Linked DNA regions of Mus musculus: region 1 is linked to region 2. A link is a contact called in public HiChIP or PLAC-seq data. All regions are on one chromosome and are shown on one strand. Each heading gives the region's core, a stretch centred on a gene start, on an enhancer-like site or on the middle of the called end of the contact. The rest is flanking DNA. Distances are from core to core; before and after follow the strand shown. Region 1 has its middle 42 kb from the start of Gm38404. Region 2 overlaps 9330179D12Rik (RIKEN cDNA 9330179D12 gene).

Region 1 (3,807 bases), core at 789-3,288, 100 kb after region 2:
TGGGCAGCTTGGGGAGGTGGGGAATGGGGGAGGGAGGAAGTGAAGGCTGGTGAGATTCCCTACTCCTTACAGCTTCACCTGGGGTTTGTTGTCCTCCTGAAATCGTAAGACACACCCTAATGGATGTGTATTGCATGGCCAGAGCCAGGGTCAAGGAAAACCAGGGGCACTGAGGTGGGGTGGCATGTTTCCTGGAGGAGCCCCTTGGCAGGGAACTTGACAGATGGCACCACCTCTCCCCTCCCCCCTTCTGTTCAACATGGTGAAGAATAACTCCAGATGGGAAAAGATAAATATAGCTCTCTTTCTACCCCTGCTCCCGTGTGTGTGTGTATCTGTCCATCAGTGTCTGTCTGTCTGTGCACACAAGTGCACGTCCATCCAATCCATGCACGGAAGCCTGAAGTCCACAGTAGGTTGTCAGGAATAATAGTTTCTGCTCCTTATTTTTTTGAGACAACTTCTGCCCCTGAGCCTGGAGCTCACTGATTCACCTGGGCTGGCTGGCCACCAAGCCTCAGCATCCACCTGTCTCTACCCTGCCCTCTAACACAGGGGTCACCGACATCTCACCCCATTTCTATGTTGGGTGTTGGGGATGGGAATTCGAGTCCTCATGCTTGCACAAGAAGCATTACCAGCTGAGCCATTTCTCCAGATCGTCACAGTAGCTCTTGAAGTTGTCAGTACTACTTGAACAACACAAAAGATAGGAGTCTAGAAATCCCTGACATCTAAACGGCGTTGGGTCACCAGTGGACTGAAGATATTAGTACTCATAGCATCCCTTTCCACACTCCCTGAGAGGTTGTCATGAGTGAGAATTGTCATAAAGGCACAGGATCAACAAGACTGAGGTTTCTTGGGGTGTCAACAACAAAGAACGTTGGCTACAGGTGGGGAAAGTACCGTAGTGCCCTTCCACCTGCTATGCCCAAGAAGTGCCCTCAACGGTGGTGGCAGGTGCACCACCTCCAACGTTGCTGTGAAGTTAGGGATGCTCACTAAGCATTTCTTGACTGAGACCCAAGAGACAAGTATGGGAGTTTCACATCGCCCTCTCTCTGTTTCTCTCTCTCTCTCTCTCTCTCTCTCTCTCTCTCTCTCTCTCTCTCTCTCGCCCTTTCGAGGACTTTGGGGTCATCATGCTCTTACCCAAATGGCTGCAAGGTTCCAGTGATTCTGGGAGTAAGTGTGGCTGACTGGGTGCTTGGCTGCTCACGGTGGGCCTCCCAGAGCCTTGTATGGCCATGAACTTTTACCCAGAGAAAGCCCATGTTTAGCTTCAGAATGGTTCCCTGGGGTCAGCCTTTACCGTAGTTCACAGTCCAGCACCCCCTAGGGGTTAATTTTACCACTCTAAGCTAGGAGGGGCTGGAATAGAGGACCACAAGGAGAGGAAGAGAGAGAGAGAGAGAGAGAGAGAGAGAGAGAGAGAGAGAGAGAGAGAGAGAGAGAGAGAAGAAGAAGGAGAAGGAGAAGGAGAAGGAGAAGGAGAAGGAGAAGGAGAAGGAGAAGGAGAAGGAGAAGGAGAAGGAGAAGGAGAAGAGAAGAGAAGAGAAGAGAAAGACAGAGACACAGAGAGTGGAGAGACTGAAAGACAGACAGAGACAGACTCAGAGAAGGGAGAGCTCGCAGGCTTGGGGAAGTGGGATGCTGCTTTTTGCATGAATTTATCTTTTTTTTTTCTTTCGTTTTTTTGGCAAACCACAGACCAGCTACACATTTTTTGGCAGTTTCCTGAGGATAAGCTTCGTATTTTGAGACAGGAAAAAAAAAAAAAAAAGGAAGAGTGGGAGTCTGGGGAAGAAATGAGACAGAAAGTAGTTGTTCGCTCTCCCATGAGCAGACAACACACACACACACACACACACACACACACACACACACACACACACACACACACACACACACACGACTCCTGGCAATAAGGAAGTGAGACTAGATCTTTTTCATGAATGGGGCTCAGCTCAGTCTTGCTGAACTTCCGCTCTCCCATTCACCAGCATTCAAATTTCACCTTCTGACCATCCAAGACAGCTGGCTGCCGGCCCAGGCGCTGGGAGCTGTTTGAGATCATCCTCCTGCCCACAGGAAACTGGGCGCTAACAAGAACCTTCCTTCCTGCGCTGCCGAATCCAAAGTGACCGGGATGTTTCCGGAATACCGACCTGAGGGGCACTGGCCCCTGGACTCCCCGCGCCTCCCCCCCTCCCCAGCCCTTTTCCCCAGGACCTTGCTCATCTCTGAGGAAGCTCAGAAATTCCAGCGCTTCTGCAGGCGACTGTGAAGGACGCTGACTCTCTGGGTCCGTTAATGCCTGCCTTGCAATTAAGCCAGGGGAAATGACAGTCAACATTCTGGAGGGAACACCTCACGGCCCTTCCCATGGGGTGTTGGGGCAGTTCACTGTGCTGTGGCCTGCCAGTGTGCCCCTCCTGTTCATCAGGAGGTAGCAGAGGGTGCCTGGGTTCCTCGAAATTTCCCTGTGGAAATCATTCCAAGGGGTGCCTGTATGTCTATGTAGTGGGAAAGCAAGCTGGAGGGCTTTGTCTTATTTTGCTGGTCCGCAGTTTTCTGCTTGTTGAAGGGACAATCATAAAACACTCCCAGAGCGGAGTTACTGCAAACACTGAATGGCCCAAAGTGAAAGATTCGGTTTCTAAGGCAGAGTGATGCTGGCCGCCAGCAGAGCAGTTGCCACTATTGAGAGAGAATGATGGCTTCCAGCAGCGGTGGGTGTTATAGATTTGTGGCCAGTAGGGGGCGTGCTAGTTACCGTTCTGCTGCTATGACAAAATACCCCGACAAAAGCAATTTAAGGAAGGAAGGAAAGACTTTGGCTCACAGTTGCAGGGTGCAATCCATCAGGGCAGGGGAGTCGGAAGCTTGAGGCAACTGATCACATTGTACCGGCAGAGTCAGAGAGCAGGAAGCCAGATGAACGTTGTGTTTGGCTTGATATCTCCTTTTTATTCAGCCCAGGACCCAGGCCAGGGGACGGTGACACCCATATTCAGGGTGAGTCTTCCCACCTCAATCTAATGAAGAGAGTGGCTCACAGAGCATGAGGCTAGCCCAATCTAGGAAATCCCTCCCAGGTGTGCCTAGAGGCTTGCCTCCTCGGGGAATACAGAGTCTGTCAGGATGACAGTCCTCACAGGATGAAGACAGTGACAGGTAGGGCAGACATGACCCCTGACTTGGAAACAAAGGAAGAAGAAGAGACTGGTAGGGAGAGGTTTTTTTCTCCTTTCCCTGCCTTCTCTTCTGTAGCCCCTTGTAGTGGAAAATGAAAAGGCCACCAGGTTCTTGTCCCCTCCTGAATGCTTAGTTTGTTACACAGACTCCCTGGGCTTCACATCAGATGAGTTGTAGACATTCCAGGAGGCAGGGGCATGGCTGAAAAGACCTCTAGAATTCTTCCCTACTTTCAGACCAGGAGTCTTCCCAAAGGCTGGGGCAGAGAACTGGGGCAGAGAGCTGGGGCACTGCCTTCCTGTGAATGGACTTGGAAGTATCAGGGTCTTTGCTTGGCCATGTGATTCATAGCAAAGGAACGGTGATCACGACACTGTCCTTCTAGGAATGTATTGATGCTGGAGCCATCCTTGTCCACGGGCCCATCTTCAGTACAAAGATGCTAGGAACAGAAACCACTGCTGGGGGGCGGGGTCGGGGGCGGGGTCAGGAGAGGTTGATGGACCTGTCCCCTCCTTTTCCTTCTCCCCTCTCCTCTCCTTTCTTCATTCCTCCTCCTCCTCTCTATCTCTCCCCCTCCTTTTCTCCTACCCTACCTCCCTTCCT
Region 2 (3,757 bases), core at 227-2,726:
GTGCTGGCTTCTTTTTTGTAGCTTCTTCCCAAGAACCATGTGACATTCCCGTACCAAGGTATGGGGAATGGTTTACAAAAGGTTATATAACTATCCAGAAATGGGAACCTCAACTTCCTGACCATCTGGCAAAAAATGTTTTAAAACCAACCGTCCGTCCATCCATCCATCCATCCATCCATCCATCCATCCATCCATCCATCCATCCATCCATCCATCTATCTATCTATCTATCTATCTATCTATCTATCTATCTATCTATCTATCTAATCTGTCTGTCTATCTTTCTATCTATCTATCTATCTATCTATCTATCTATCTATCTATCTATCTATCTATCTATCTATCTATCTATCTAATCTGTCTATCTATCTGTCTATCTTTCTGTCTATCTATCTATCTATCTATCTATCTATCTATCTATCTATCTATCTATCTATCTATCTATCTATCTAATCTATCATGTGTCTGCATGCATGTACACATGTGAACATGTATGTCTGCATGTGCTTGCCACAGCACCTGAGTAGAGATCCAAGGGCAACTTGTGGGAATCAGCAGCTCTCTCTCCTGCCACGTGAGTCCTGGGCATTGGACACAGGTCATCGGACTTGGCAGCAGCCACCTTCACCCATGCACGCCTCACAGTGCTGCCTTTTGCCATGAAAAATGGCAGAACAAGGCATAACCATAGTTAAGACTTTCAGTTTACCAGGTACTTGTGAGTGTGGGTCCTTCATCTTGTCTCCTCTTTGGACATCAGCCCCTTGGCCTTAGGCTGCCTGCTAAGGATTCTGTCTCTTCCTAATGTGTAGCTAGTGAAAAGGTGGAACTTTTCATTGCTGTCCACATGTTCCATCGCAGCCCAGTCCCCAGAGTCTTGAGTGCATCCCTATTCGGACAGATACCAAGGATGCCCTCATTTTCAGTAGACGGGGTGTGAAAACCCACCCACACCATTCTGGAAGTACAGAAAATCTTAGACATCCACTTCAGTGTTGTCCAAAGCAAGGGGAGTGGTTCGTGGAGGAGTGCTATGTATCCTAATGACTTGATATTTATTGTAATGATTTTTAATCACATATTTGATGATACCATCCTGTTTGACAAATGTTTCTATGGTGTTGAAGCTTTTAAAGAGAGATCTGTTTTACAGAACATAAGGCAAAAATGCACTGTTTTAGAATAGCATAGGCTATGTGTAAACAACTCAAACCGAGGAAGCACTAAGTCCTTAGAAGCCAGCACCAGCAGCATCTGCCCCTTACTCGCACCTGCCGTTCCTCCTCGCCAGTGGCAGAGAGGGTGGAGCAGCCCACCCACTCCTGCAAACTCTGAAGCCCAGGCTTCTGGGGGGGGGGCTGTCTTTATTTAAACAGTGTTGCCATCATTTCCTATCGCTCTTCCTGCTTCTGTTCTGGTCTCCTGGTGACTCACCCTCTCTGGCTGACCTTGGCCACTTCTCACGGCTCACTTCTGCTTTCCTGGTGTTTCCCCCATGGCCCGTGACTTTCACCTCTCTGTGTGCATCTGCCTCTGTCCTGAGTCCTCTCCAACTTTTTTTTTTTTAAGCCACTGACTTTTATCAGGCAGTTCTCCTGAAGTGCTCCATTCTAGAAGCTTTGGTCTCATTCAGTCTCTGCTCTGGGCAAGCAGCCCTGCGCTCTTATAGTCACTGGTCACTCTTTAGCATTTCATCTGCCTGGGTGACATCCTGGGTGTCAGGACTGCTGTGAAGGGGACATTTTTTATTATTATTACTGTGTTGTTGTTATTGTTGTTAAAAAGCCAAGCCAGGGGAAGAGCTGTTGTAGGGTTTTTGTTTGTTTGTTTTGCTGTTGTTTTGGGTTTGTTTGTTTGTTTTAACATTTATTGTGTGCATGTGTTGGGGTGGGGGAGGTGCATATCAAAGTATTTGTGTGACCATCAGAGGAAACTTACAGAGTTGGTTCTCACCTTCCAACACATGGGTCCTGGGGATCGAACACAGGTCATCAGAATTGGCAGCAGGCACTTTTACCTTTTACTCTCTCAGCCGTCTTGCTGGCCCCATGTAGTTTGAGCCCTGATTGTCCTCCTGCAGTTAGGTTAAAGGCTTGGTGCAAATGGGATAAGGTAAGACGTATGCAAAGGATGTTAGGTCCTGAAAGAGACTCCTTGAAGAATATATTGGGGTCCCAGTGACTCAGCCCCTCCTCCTTCTTGGCCACCTTGACTACCAAGGTGTGTGCTGCCTCACCACAGACCCCAAAGCAGTGGGAACAAAAGATCACCGGCAGAGTGCTCAGAAATGGGGAGCCAAGGTAAACCTTCCTCCTTGAAACTAAACAGCTTGCATGTTGGTTCCGGTGCCAGAAAGCTGACCTGTGTGTGTGCTGTCCATGCAGAGTCTACGTACACATGAGTTTAGCTCTCATGCATGTGCACGGCAAATGTGCCTGCTACCCAGGAAGGTTAGAAGAGAGGGCTTAAGAGCCCTAGGAACCTGGCTTACAGATGGTCTTAAACCGCCATGTAGGTGCTGAGAACTGAACTTGCGTCCTCTGCAAGAGTACTCAGTGTATTTAACCACTGAGTATTTCCTGATGTATTTCTAAGGACATGGAAAGCAACGTGCATGGCTATGTATATGCTGGGGGGAAATCTTGCAAAGGTACTCACCTTTTCAGCTGAGGACAGAAAGTGAAGTAAAGCCAAGACCTTAAAGAGTATACAGATTGCTGAAGGCATGCTGTAACAGACACAAAGTCCCTCCATAAAGGCTGGGAGACATATGGTCTCAGACAATTTAAAGAACTGCCTGTCTGAGCATCACCCGAACACGAAAACCCCACAGACCCTTCGGAGGAAGTTGTAGATGACCAAAAACATAGACTTCACACAATCTGTAGAGGAAAGTCACTTAAGGAAAAACACAGCCTCAACAGAGCTCCAGCAAGGGTGAGGGCAAGTGAGAGGTCCTACTTCAGTGTAGAAGGTGGGGGGAGATGGAGGAAAACACCTGACACCAATCTCTGGTCTCTACGCACACACACACACATATACATGCACACGGCTGTGCGTGCACGTGCATAATTTCACATTACACACAAACACATGCACAAAGAGAAAGTCAAGGAGGAATTAAGGTATTTTCGGATAAACAAAAACTGACAGACTTTATTGCTAGGGGATCACATAGAAAGTACCGACTGGAAGCTAGAAGTGTGGATCAGTGCGAGTACACACAGTTGGCACACAAAGAGGTGCTGTGTTAGATGTCTAGCACAGGAAGGGAGAGAGTCGGGGAAATATTGAGAGCTCTTGCAGCCTCAGTGAAAGGACACTAGGCAGTAACTCAAATCCACACAAATCCAGGCACCCAAATAGAATTAGGCAGGAAAATAAAAATAAAATATACATGTTGATTTTTTTCTTTTATATAAACATTTTCTTCTGATTTAATTAGTACTTATAAAATGCCATTGATGACATCATGTATAAAGATGTAATTTGTATAATGACAACAGCACAGAGAAGAGGGAGTGGTGTACGGGTGTTAAGTTTTTGAATGCTGATGTTAAATTGTAATTACTCACGCTTTGTTGTTTTAGGATCTTAATTGTAAAGCCAACAATATTCAGTAAAAGAAAACTAACAAAACAATATATCTGCAAAATTAAACAATAAAATACTTCAAATGCCATATAGTACCTGTTAAACATAAAATGGAACTCTGATGGGAGAAAAGAAAAAAAAAAAAAAAACCTCTCATTCT

The links. HiChIP or PLAC-seq counts read pairs in DNA pulled down with a chosen protein or histone mark.
Region 1: a contact with region 2 is called in a CTCF HiChIP or PLAC-seq map of CD8 T cells, with 12 read pairs. The contact joins two enhancer-like sites. A contact is called at or near these places in 20 of 39 promoter capture datasets (the 3T3-L1 cell line, 3T3-L1-derived adipocytes, the HPC-7 cell line and 12 more), 3 of 15 datasets of contacts at CTCF or cohesin (CD8 T cells, large pre-B cells and stem cell-derived epiblast-like cells), 104 of 484 Hi-C or Micro-C datasets (the 63-12 cell line, B cells, the C10 cell line and 66 more), 44 of 115 datasets of contacts at active chromatin or transcription factors (the 230-238 cell line, CD8 T cells, DN3 thymocytes and 28 more) and 5 of 9 other capture datasets (embryonic stem cells, embryonic tail, embryonic trunk and 2 more).

The regions. Positions count from the first base shown.
Region 1 is chr6:127,264,248-127,268,054 of GRCm38.p6, forward strand. No RefSeq gene overlaps it. Among named protein-coding and RNA genes, the nearest start is that of Gm38404, 42 kb to the right of the region's middle. Within about 2 kb of position 2,039, at least 175 of the 459 cell types and tissues checked have an H3K27ac peak or open chromatin away from gene starts, as enhancers often do. A contact at or near this core is called in the 230-238 cell line, the 63-12 cell line, B cells and 14 more, where this site is marked.
Region 2 is chr6:127,161,590-127,165,346 of GRCm38.p6, forward strand. The region is part of intron 1 of 9330179D12Rik (RIKEN cDNA 9330179D12 gene); the gene reads left to right. Among named protein-coding and RNA genes, the nearest start is that of Ccnd2, 12 kb to the left of the region's middle. Within about 2 kb of position 1,477, at least 75 of the 459 cell types and tissues checked have an H3K27ac peak or open chromatin away from gene starts, as enhancers often do. A contact at or near this core is called in the 230-238 cell line, the 63-12 cell line, B cells and 14 more, where this site is marked.